Regions from separate parts of the Sus scrofa genome. Here region 1 is linked to region 2. A link is a contact called in public Hi-C data. All regions are on one chromosome and are shown on one strand. Each heading gives the region's core, a stretch centred on a gene start, on an enhancer-like site or on the middle of the called end of the contact. The rest is flanking DNA. Distances are from core to core; before and after follow the strand shown.

The links. Hi-C and Micro-C count contacts between places; a contact is called where the count stands out from the background.
Region 1: a Hi-C map of alveolar macrophages shows a contact between it and region 2, with 1.6 times the contacts expected there. The contact joins two enhancer-like sites. A contact is called at or near these places in 4 of 47 Hi-C or Micro-C datasets (alveolar macrophages, blood and liver) and 1 of 2 datasets of contacts at active chromatin or transcription factors (alveolar macrophages).

What each region holds. Positions count from the first base shown.
Region 1 is chr1:139,718,230-139,722,182 of Sscrofa11.1, forward strand. No RefSeq gene overlaps it. Among named protein-coding and RNA genes, the nearest start is that of CHSY1, 84 kb to the right of the region's middle. Within about 2 kb of position 1,957, at least 33 of the 83 cell types and tissues checked have an H3K27ac peak or open chromatin away from gene starts, as enhancers often do. A contact at or near this core is called in alveolar macrophages and liver, where this site is marked.
Region 2 is chr1:139,634,746-139,638,908 of Sscrofa11.1, forward strand. No RefSeq gene overlaps it. Among named protein-coding and RNA genes, the nearest start is that of LRRK1, 140 kb to the left of the region's middle. Within about 2 kb of position 2,491, at least 27 of the 83 cell types and tissues checked have an H3K27ac peak or open chromatin away from gene starts, as enhancers often do. A contact at or near this core is called in alveolar macrophages and liver, where this site is marked.

The DNA.
Region 1 (3,953 bases), core at 707-3,206, 83 kb after region 2:
AGGCAGTGGAATTTAACAAGAATAGTGCAGAGGATCCAGGATTAAAATGAGGAGTCATGACTAAAATTCTACCCAAGGCACTATGAAAGGCTTGACTGAGGGGGAAATTCTGGATATCTGTTGTACAAACTCTAGATTTTGTTATCTTCCTCTGAAGAGTATTAATTTTTGTGAAATTCCTGACTGTTAAATTCCTGGCTGATCATTGTGACTTTGTGGAGACTTGTTTTTCTCACTTCTCAGGGGAAGTCTGTTTTGATTTTATGATAAATCTGAGATATAGTCCTTGCTCCCAGTACATGGCCCATTTGGAGTTTCAGACATGCCAAGGTATCTGTGACGCTCTTCTGATTGGTGAAATTCTAAACTCTGAACTCAGCCTTCCCTGACATGAGAAGCAGCTGAAATTTCTGATTAGCTTTTATAGCTCTTTCTTTCCACTGTGTTCCTTGGAGTTTCCCCTCAGCAAGGACAGTTCAGGAGTAACTGAAGTGGGAAGAAAGTGATGTGCAGATTTGAGGGTCCCCCCTCCATGTCTCCCTGCCTCCTAGGATTTCAATCTTTCACTTCCAGCTGGTCTCTCAGCTCCAAACTCCATTCTCTGATGCCTCAAGCCAATCACAATGGAACTTTCCCAGTCCTAATTCCCCAGTGCTCTGTGGCCTGAAGAGTGCCCTCCAGGAAATATACTATAAATGATTGTAACAATAAGCAGTTCTCTTTTTCAAGGGTCGAATTTCCTCCAGCATCTGCCTGATCTTGGTCAGTCTCTAGTACTTCAAATAGTTTTTTTTTTTTGTTTGGTTGGTTGGGGGTTTTTTGGTGGTTTTTTGGCTACTTTTTCCATAGTTTATTGTTGCTATCTATGGGAGGGTTAGTCTGATACAAGATACTCTACTGTTACTGGAACTAAAACTCTTCTCAATACTGTGTATTTTGGGGAAAAAATGTTTTTACTGTGTCTATATCGTATCGCATGTTTTGGAATCTTAAAAATAATTTTAAAAAATTAAAAATAATTTAGCCTTTTAAGAAGGCAGAGAAAAATTGGAAAGATAAAGTATTTATGAGTTCTGCTATTCTCCTATGGCTCTGAAGACATTCTCTTCAGTAAGCTCCCATTTCCTGGTAATCAGTGAATGCTTTAGATTGAGTGATTTAAATCTCCCTGACAAGTAGATACACTGATTCCTGCCTAATCCCACCTCTCCCAGACATGAATTTTGGAAAAAGGCTGATCTGGTTTGAAATTTGATTTCGCCATTTATTAGCTCCGCAACCTTGGCCATGTTGCCTCAGCTCTCTGTGCTTCCATTTCTCCCCTGTAAACTGAGGGATTAAGGAAATGAAGTAATTTAAATAAAGTGCCTGGCACTTAGTAACTGTTCCACAAATGTTCCATAAATGTTACTTTAATGATTCAAGAGGAAACACATTCCACATCTCTGAAGTAAGAGTCTTGTTCTCACACCAAAAACTATTTGTTTTCACCTAAAAACTGGATGCCCCAGGCTGTCTGTATAGAAATATTTTATCTTGGTGATTATTTCCCCTTGGCAAACAACCCCACCAAGAGCCTAGAATAGAAGTAAAGAGAAACTGACGTTGGCTGCACACCATGAACTGCCAAGGCCCCTGGTGGGTCCCAAAGATGAGTGAGCCTTGGTGTCGGCCGGTCTGCTCTGTCCGCCAGGAACCAAGCCGATGGCGTATAGAAGCCCCCAGCGAGGAGCTGGAACCTACAAGGATGAGAGGAAAGGGGCCTGGATAGGGTGAGGAGGCTGGACAAAACTCCACCTGAGAGCCTGGGAAGGCTGGACTGAGTGGTATATGGCCACAAAATCTCCACGTTTGCCCAAGGAAAGGGGGGATGGGCATTCCAGAGCCAGGAGGCTCCATGGGCAAAGCTCGGAGTTTTAAGAGGAATTTCCTGTCTGTCTTGGTGGGGAGGTGTTGTGCTGGGGGCAGGGGTTAGAGCTCAGCATTGGAAAGGCAGATGGAGGCGGGGCCAAGAGGAGCCTTAGGGCAGCCAGGCTTGAACGTTGATAAAGGTGTTCTGTCTCAGCGGAAGAATCCAGATAACGTGTGTTTCTTTAGGAAGAAGAGTGCGAGACAAGGCTGGCCTGGAGGAGCAGGAAGAGGGCAGGCTGTGCCCTTCATATCAGCTTGGTGGGGAGCTGCCGGGCTGGGAGGAAGGGCCATCCCGGTGACAGTGTCGGACCACAGACAGGAAGGAGCTGATGAGTCACCGGATACGGGTCTGGAAGGAGTCTGAGTAACTGAGATTTCTGGGTGGGGAGGTGGGGTGGGGGTGACACATTAACTGAAACAGTGATGGAGGGGCACCAGGTCCTGGGAACTCTCTCATCTGTCTTAGGAAGTAATCGCAACTGTGCCCATTTCAGAGGAGGAAGCTGAGGTCACATAGCAGCAGACAGACTGGCTGGGGCTGACCCATCGCCTATGGCCTTGACCCAAATCAGTGCAAACCAGAGCTGTGCTGGTAAATCCAACTCCAAAAATAGTTAAATAAATAAAGCCTGATTTGGGATTTCCCATTGTGGCTCAGCTGGTTAAGGACCTGACATAGTGTCCATGACAGTCCTTATGTGGGTTCAATTTCTGGCCTCCCTCGCTCAGTGGGTTAAGGGTCCGGTGTTGCTTTGGCTGTGGTGTAGGCCTGCGGCCCCAGTGCTGATTCAACCCCTAGCCAAGGAATTTCATATGCTGTGGGTGCGGTTGTAAAAAAATTTAAATAGATAAATAAATAAAGTCTAATTGGAAGTGTTTACCGTTTCCTGGGGTGTAAATATTCTTGCCACATCAGCCAATTTGAGGCCACCAGCAAGATGTCACTGAATGTAGAACTGAGAATGGCTGTGCCCCAGCCATTGTCATGGCCAGTACTCACCAGCTCACCACTGACACAAACCTGTCTGCTGGAACTGAGGCTCCTTGCCCCTCTGCAGTGACAAACCCAGCACTCGAAATTCACCCAGTTCTTTATATTTTCTGTCGCTGTCCTTCACCTGAACTCTCATGGGTTTCTATCTGCACAGGTTGGAGTATCAAATGGGTTATAAGGAAATAGCTCTCAGTGAGATGGGTCACCATCTCAGACTCCGTGCCCGGCCCCCACCCTGGCTTCAGGGTGCCCAGCACAGTGACCTTTCCTGGAGCCGCTGCCAGCAGCCACCCCCACTGGGCTGCTGTGCTGAGAGGCAGAGGCTCTCCAGTCTGCCCAGGTGCCTACAAGAGGCCGCTGGGCAGCCCTCAGCAGCACTCCCAGACCATCAGGATCAGATCCCTGTTCACCATTCAGGACCCAACATGGTGGTTTCTTGTGTTTTCAGTGTCACGATCAGCAAGTGGATTCCATTTGTGTGGCCTCTGTCTTCAGTGTTGGCAGCGCTACACCCTTGTGGGCAATCTGCAGCATTTTAGTATCAAACCTATGAGAGTCCACATGTGTCACATTTTCTCCCCAATTTTGTGGTTTGTGCATATTTGCCTTCTAACTCGAGACTGACCACTGTGGGGGCCAAAGAAAGGAGTGAGGGCCTCGGAAGTGCATTGACCGTTCACTTCTGAGGGTGAGAGGGGCAAGGCTTTAGTGAAGCAGGGTGATTCTCTGATGAACTCGCCTCCCAAAGCAACTGCAGCAACAACTCTGAGGGAAAGGGCAGGTGAGGCCCCCAGCCGGGAGGCGACGATGGTGGCCTGGCTCTGCAGGGCCTGGGCTAATAGAGGGTTCCCCAGGGGGTGAAGTGGACACTGACACCCTAGCCAGGCCCTGGGCAGGCACAGCGGCCATGCCCGCCCCATGACACCTGCAGGATGGTGGGACTGGATGGCACTTCCTAGCCAGCTATGCGGCCAACATAAGTGTCACAGCCACCCCTGGATATGGCCTACCAGGAACTGTGCTGACAATCCACCTCAGAGAAACTGGG
Region 2 (4,163 bases), core at 1,241-3,740:
AATATTGATGAAAGAAACTGAAAAAAATGCATAAATGGAAAGATATCCAATATTCATGGATTGGAAGAATTAATATTGTTAAAAATGTCCATAGTACCCAAAGCAATCTATGGATTCAGTGCAACTCCTATCCAAGTCCCAACTGCATTTTCCATGGAAAGAGAAAAAATAGTCTTAATTTTGTATGGAATCACAAGGATAACCCAAATAGCTATAACAATTCAAGTAAGAAAATCAAAGCTGGAGGCATCATACTTCCTGATATCAAACTATATTATAGAGACATGGAAATCAAAACAGTATGATTCCAGCATAAAAACAGACAGATTAAAAAAATGGGACAGAGTTGAAAGCCCACAAATAAACCCACTCATATATGGTCAGATAATTTTTGACAAAGTCACCAAAAATACACACTGGGGAAAGGATTGTCTCTTTAATAAATACTGTTGGGAAAATTGAATATTCGTATGTAAAAGCATAAAATTGGTCCCTTGTCTTATACCATACACAAAAATCAACTCAAAACATAAGATCTGAAATTGTAAAACTCCTAGAAGAAAATATAAGGGAAAATTCTTTGACATTGGTCTTGGCAATGAATTTTTGTATTTGACACCAAAAGCCCAGGCAACAAAAGCAAAAGTAAACAAATACCACTACTACAGATAATACAAATAGCCATGAGGTATATGAAAAGATGCTTAACATCATTAATCATTAGGAAATGCAAATCAAAGCCACAATGAGATATTGCCTCATACCTCCTATGATGGCTATTATAAAAAGACAAAAGACAGCAAAGGTTGGCATGAATGAGGAGAAAAAAAAAAAAAACTTATATACTGTTGGTAGGAATGTAAACTGTACAGCTACTAGGGAAAACAGTATGGAATTTCCTCAAAAATTTTTAAAATAAGAGTTCCTGTCATGGCTCAGTGATTAATGAATCTGACTAGTATCCATGAGGATGAGAGTCTGATCCCTGGCCTTGCTCAGTGGGTTAAGGATCCAGTGATGCTGTGAGCTGTGGTGTAGGTCACAGACGTGGCTCAGATCCCGTGTTGCTGTGGCTCTGGCGTAGGCCAGCAGCTGTAGTTCAGATTCAGCCTCTAGCCTGGGAACCTCCATATGCCATGGATGTGGCCCTAAAAAGACAAAAGACAAGAAAAAAATTTTTAAATGGAACTACCATATGATCCAGCAATTCCACTTCTGAGTATACATTCAAAGAAAATAAAATTGATATCTCGAAGAGATGTCTGCCCCTATGTTCACTGCAACATTATTCCTAGTAGCCCAGATATGGAAACAACCTAAGTGTCTATCAACAGATGAATGGATGAGAAAAATGTGGTATATATATATATATTACAATGGAACATTACTTAGTTTTTTAAAAAAAGAAGAAAATGCTGTATTTGCAGCACTGGGGGCTGCAACATGAGGACATTATGCTAAACAAAACAAGCCCGTGGCAAAAAGACAAATACTGCATGATCTCACTTATTTACGAAATATAAAACAGTCAAACTCATAGCCACAGAGAACAGAATGGTAGTCAGCAGGTGCTGGGGGTGGGGTAGGGGAATGGGGAGATGTTGATCAAAGGTTACACATTTCCAGTCATAAGATGAATAAGTGCTGGAGATCTAATATACGGCATGATGATGACAGTTGATTGGAATGCACTGTGTACTTGAACTTGGCTAAGAGAGATCTTAGGTGGTCTTAACCACACCCAAAAAATGTGGTAACTGTGTGAGACAGGGGCCATGTTGGTGACCCTGGCTGTGGTAACTGTTTCACAGCATACATGTTGTGTATCTAAATATCATGTTGTATCCCTAATGTCCTAACGTGTACAACTTTTGTTGTCAATCACACTTCAAAAAAGCTGGGAAGAAAAATTACGTGGGTGGGATGGGACAGGGCGTGTTTCAAATCTCCAGAGCTTGCTTGTCTTGCCTGTGGCCTCCATGCACACACAGGTCCCTCAGGAGCATCCTAAACAATTCTGCAGACTGGCCTGGCGTCCACTGCCCAGACACATGGACGAGGAGCCAGCTTCTCACTTCCTCTGTGTTGCACAGAATGAGGTTACATCCTCCCACCCGAACTAGAACACACCCTCCATCTTCAAGTCTGGGAGAGCAGGGGGAATTCTGGGGGAGCAGGGCAGGGAGAAGGGGGGAGGGGAGGCGGAAGCTTCAACAGAAGAGGCAGATGTATCAGGAGGAATCAGACAACACCTCCACCTCCGCAATAGCTGGGAAGAGTCACTGACGCCTCAAACCAAGTGCAGCTGGAGAAGTGAAAATAAATTAACTTTTATCTGGATTTTATTTATAACAAGGGCCTAAATTTGATCTAGGCATTTTGTGGCCTTCAGCGGAGTCTGAGGAGGCCAGGATGTGCTGGAGTGAAGCCAGCGAAACAGTGAGGGAGCCATCCTTCCCCGGAGGCCTGCTGGGTGGGGTCTTTGCCATCTCAACAGCCAGGAGCTGGACTCCTTCCAGCAAGTCCGCCCATCCCCCAAACTCCTGTCCTTTAATACTAACAGTTTCCTTTTCCTTCACTTTCATTTTCAGGGATCAGAACTGAGAAAGCCCTGAACTAGCGCCATGTGGCGAGCACACATGGGGGCCTGAGTCAGAGAGCCAACCGGGCTGCCCTCCGTCCACCTTGTTCTAGCAGGCTGGCCCCCGCAGCCCCTATCCAGGGACCTCCAGCCCCTCCATCCAGCCCACCTCTCAAACATTAGCAAAGGTCCCATGGCCTCAGTAGGCCCCTGAGCCCAACCTGTAAGCTGGAGACATCCTCAGGAAACCAAGGCCACACCCTGAGGGCCAGGGACGGGAATCTCTGCGTGGCCCTATGGTCGACCTCGCTAAACCCCAAAAGCCAATGCCCAGGGCTTCCACCCCAAACCTCCCTTTCAGGGTTGCTGAGGACTAAGGGAGTCACTGGTCCCCCGTGTGGTGGTGGGGGCGGGCTCTGGAGACAGAGGGAGATCCCGGTTCAAACCCTCCCTCTGCCAATCGCCCTAAAGGCCTAGGGCAGTCTTCTCAAGCTCCAGGCACACAACAAGGGTAAATTAAAGTATAGGTCTCTATGTCCCAGCAGGGAGTGCGTGTGTGTGTGTGCGTGCATGCGTGCGTGTGTGCATGCATGTGTGTGTGTGTGTGTGTCCAGGAGGTGCCCACACAGGCCTGCAACAGCAGGTGGTAAGGATGTGTTCATGGGCTGCCTCTCTGCTATGGAGAGGAAGGCGTGAGCATGAAAGGCCCTTGGGGGCAACACCTCTCAAGGGTGGGTTAGGGGAAGTGCCTGAGCCAGGTCCTGGCCCAGGCCTCCGGTCCTTTCCTATTGATGCTTCTTAGGTGACATCCACAGAGCAGGGCTGCAGACTCCTGTCTTTCTCTCCCTCTCTCTCTCTCACACACACAAACACACATGCAAAGAGCTGGCACACTTTCCCTCATGGTGGTACCATCGGGGCTGGGGGTAGTGTCGGACCCTGGTGGGGCAGCCTGTCTGTCCTCCTGTTTACCTCCGCTCACGCCAGTGTGGAGACCTGGCCAAGAGGCACAGCCTTGTCCCTCTTTAGCTCCTGCACACAGCTGTCCCCAACACAGGGACTAGAGCTGAGGGGCCCAATTCCCTGGGCAACAGGACCCTAAAGAGGAATCCCAACTGCTTGAAGCAGGGCAGGGGGTGTATAAAAATCATGATTGGATGGCCCCCTCCCTACCCGCTCCTGCCCCTCAAGGTCAGCAGCTGCCCCAGAGGACCTACATGTTAAGGGAAGGTTGGTGGGTGGACCCTGAGCAGGGAGAATGTGGAGGTCAGAGTGCAGGGGTCCCTCTCAGAAAGCAGTGCCTCCCCAGGCATCCTTAGAGCCCAGAAGGAGAGGGTGGCGCCCTTGAATAAGAACCATGGCTGGGCCCTGCCTCTCCCACAGCAGAGAAATAACCAGCCAACCATGGTAGGCAGCTGCTGGGGGCTTGGCCAAAAAGACCTGCTGTTTCCCAACATAAAAGAATTGCCCTCCCTCCCCCAGCCCAGGAGAAGGGAGTTGAGAGCCTCTCTACCTTCCTGCAGTTTCTCTAGGCTGGCAGGCGCAGTCCCTTCACCCTCGGCCAGAGGGCGCCCTGCTCCAG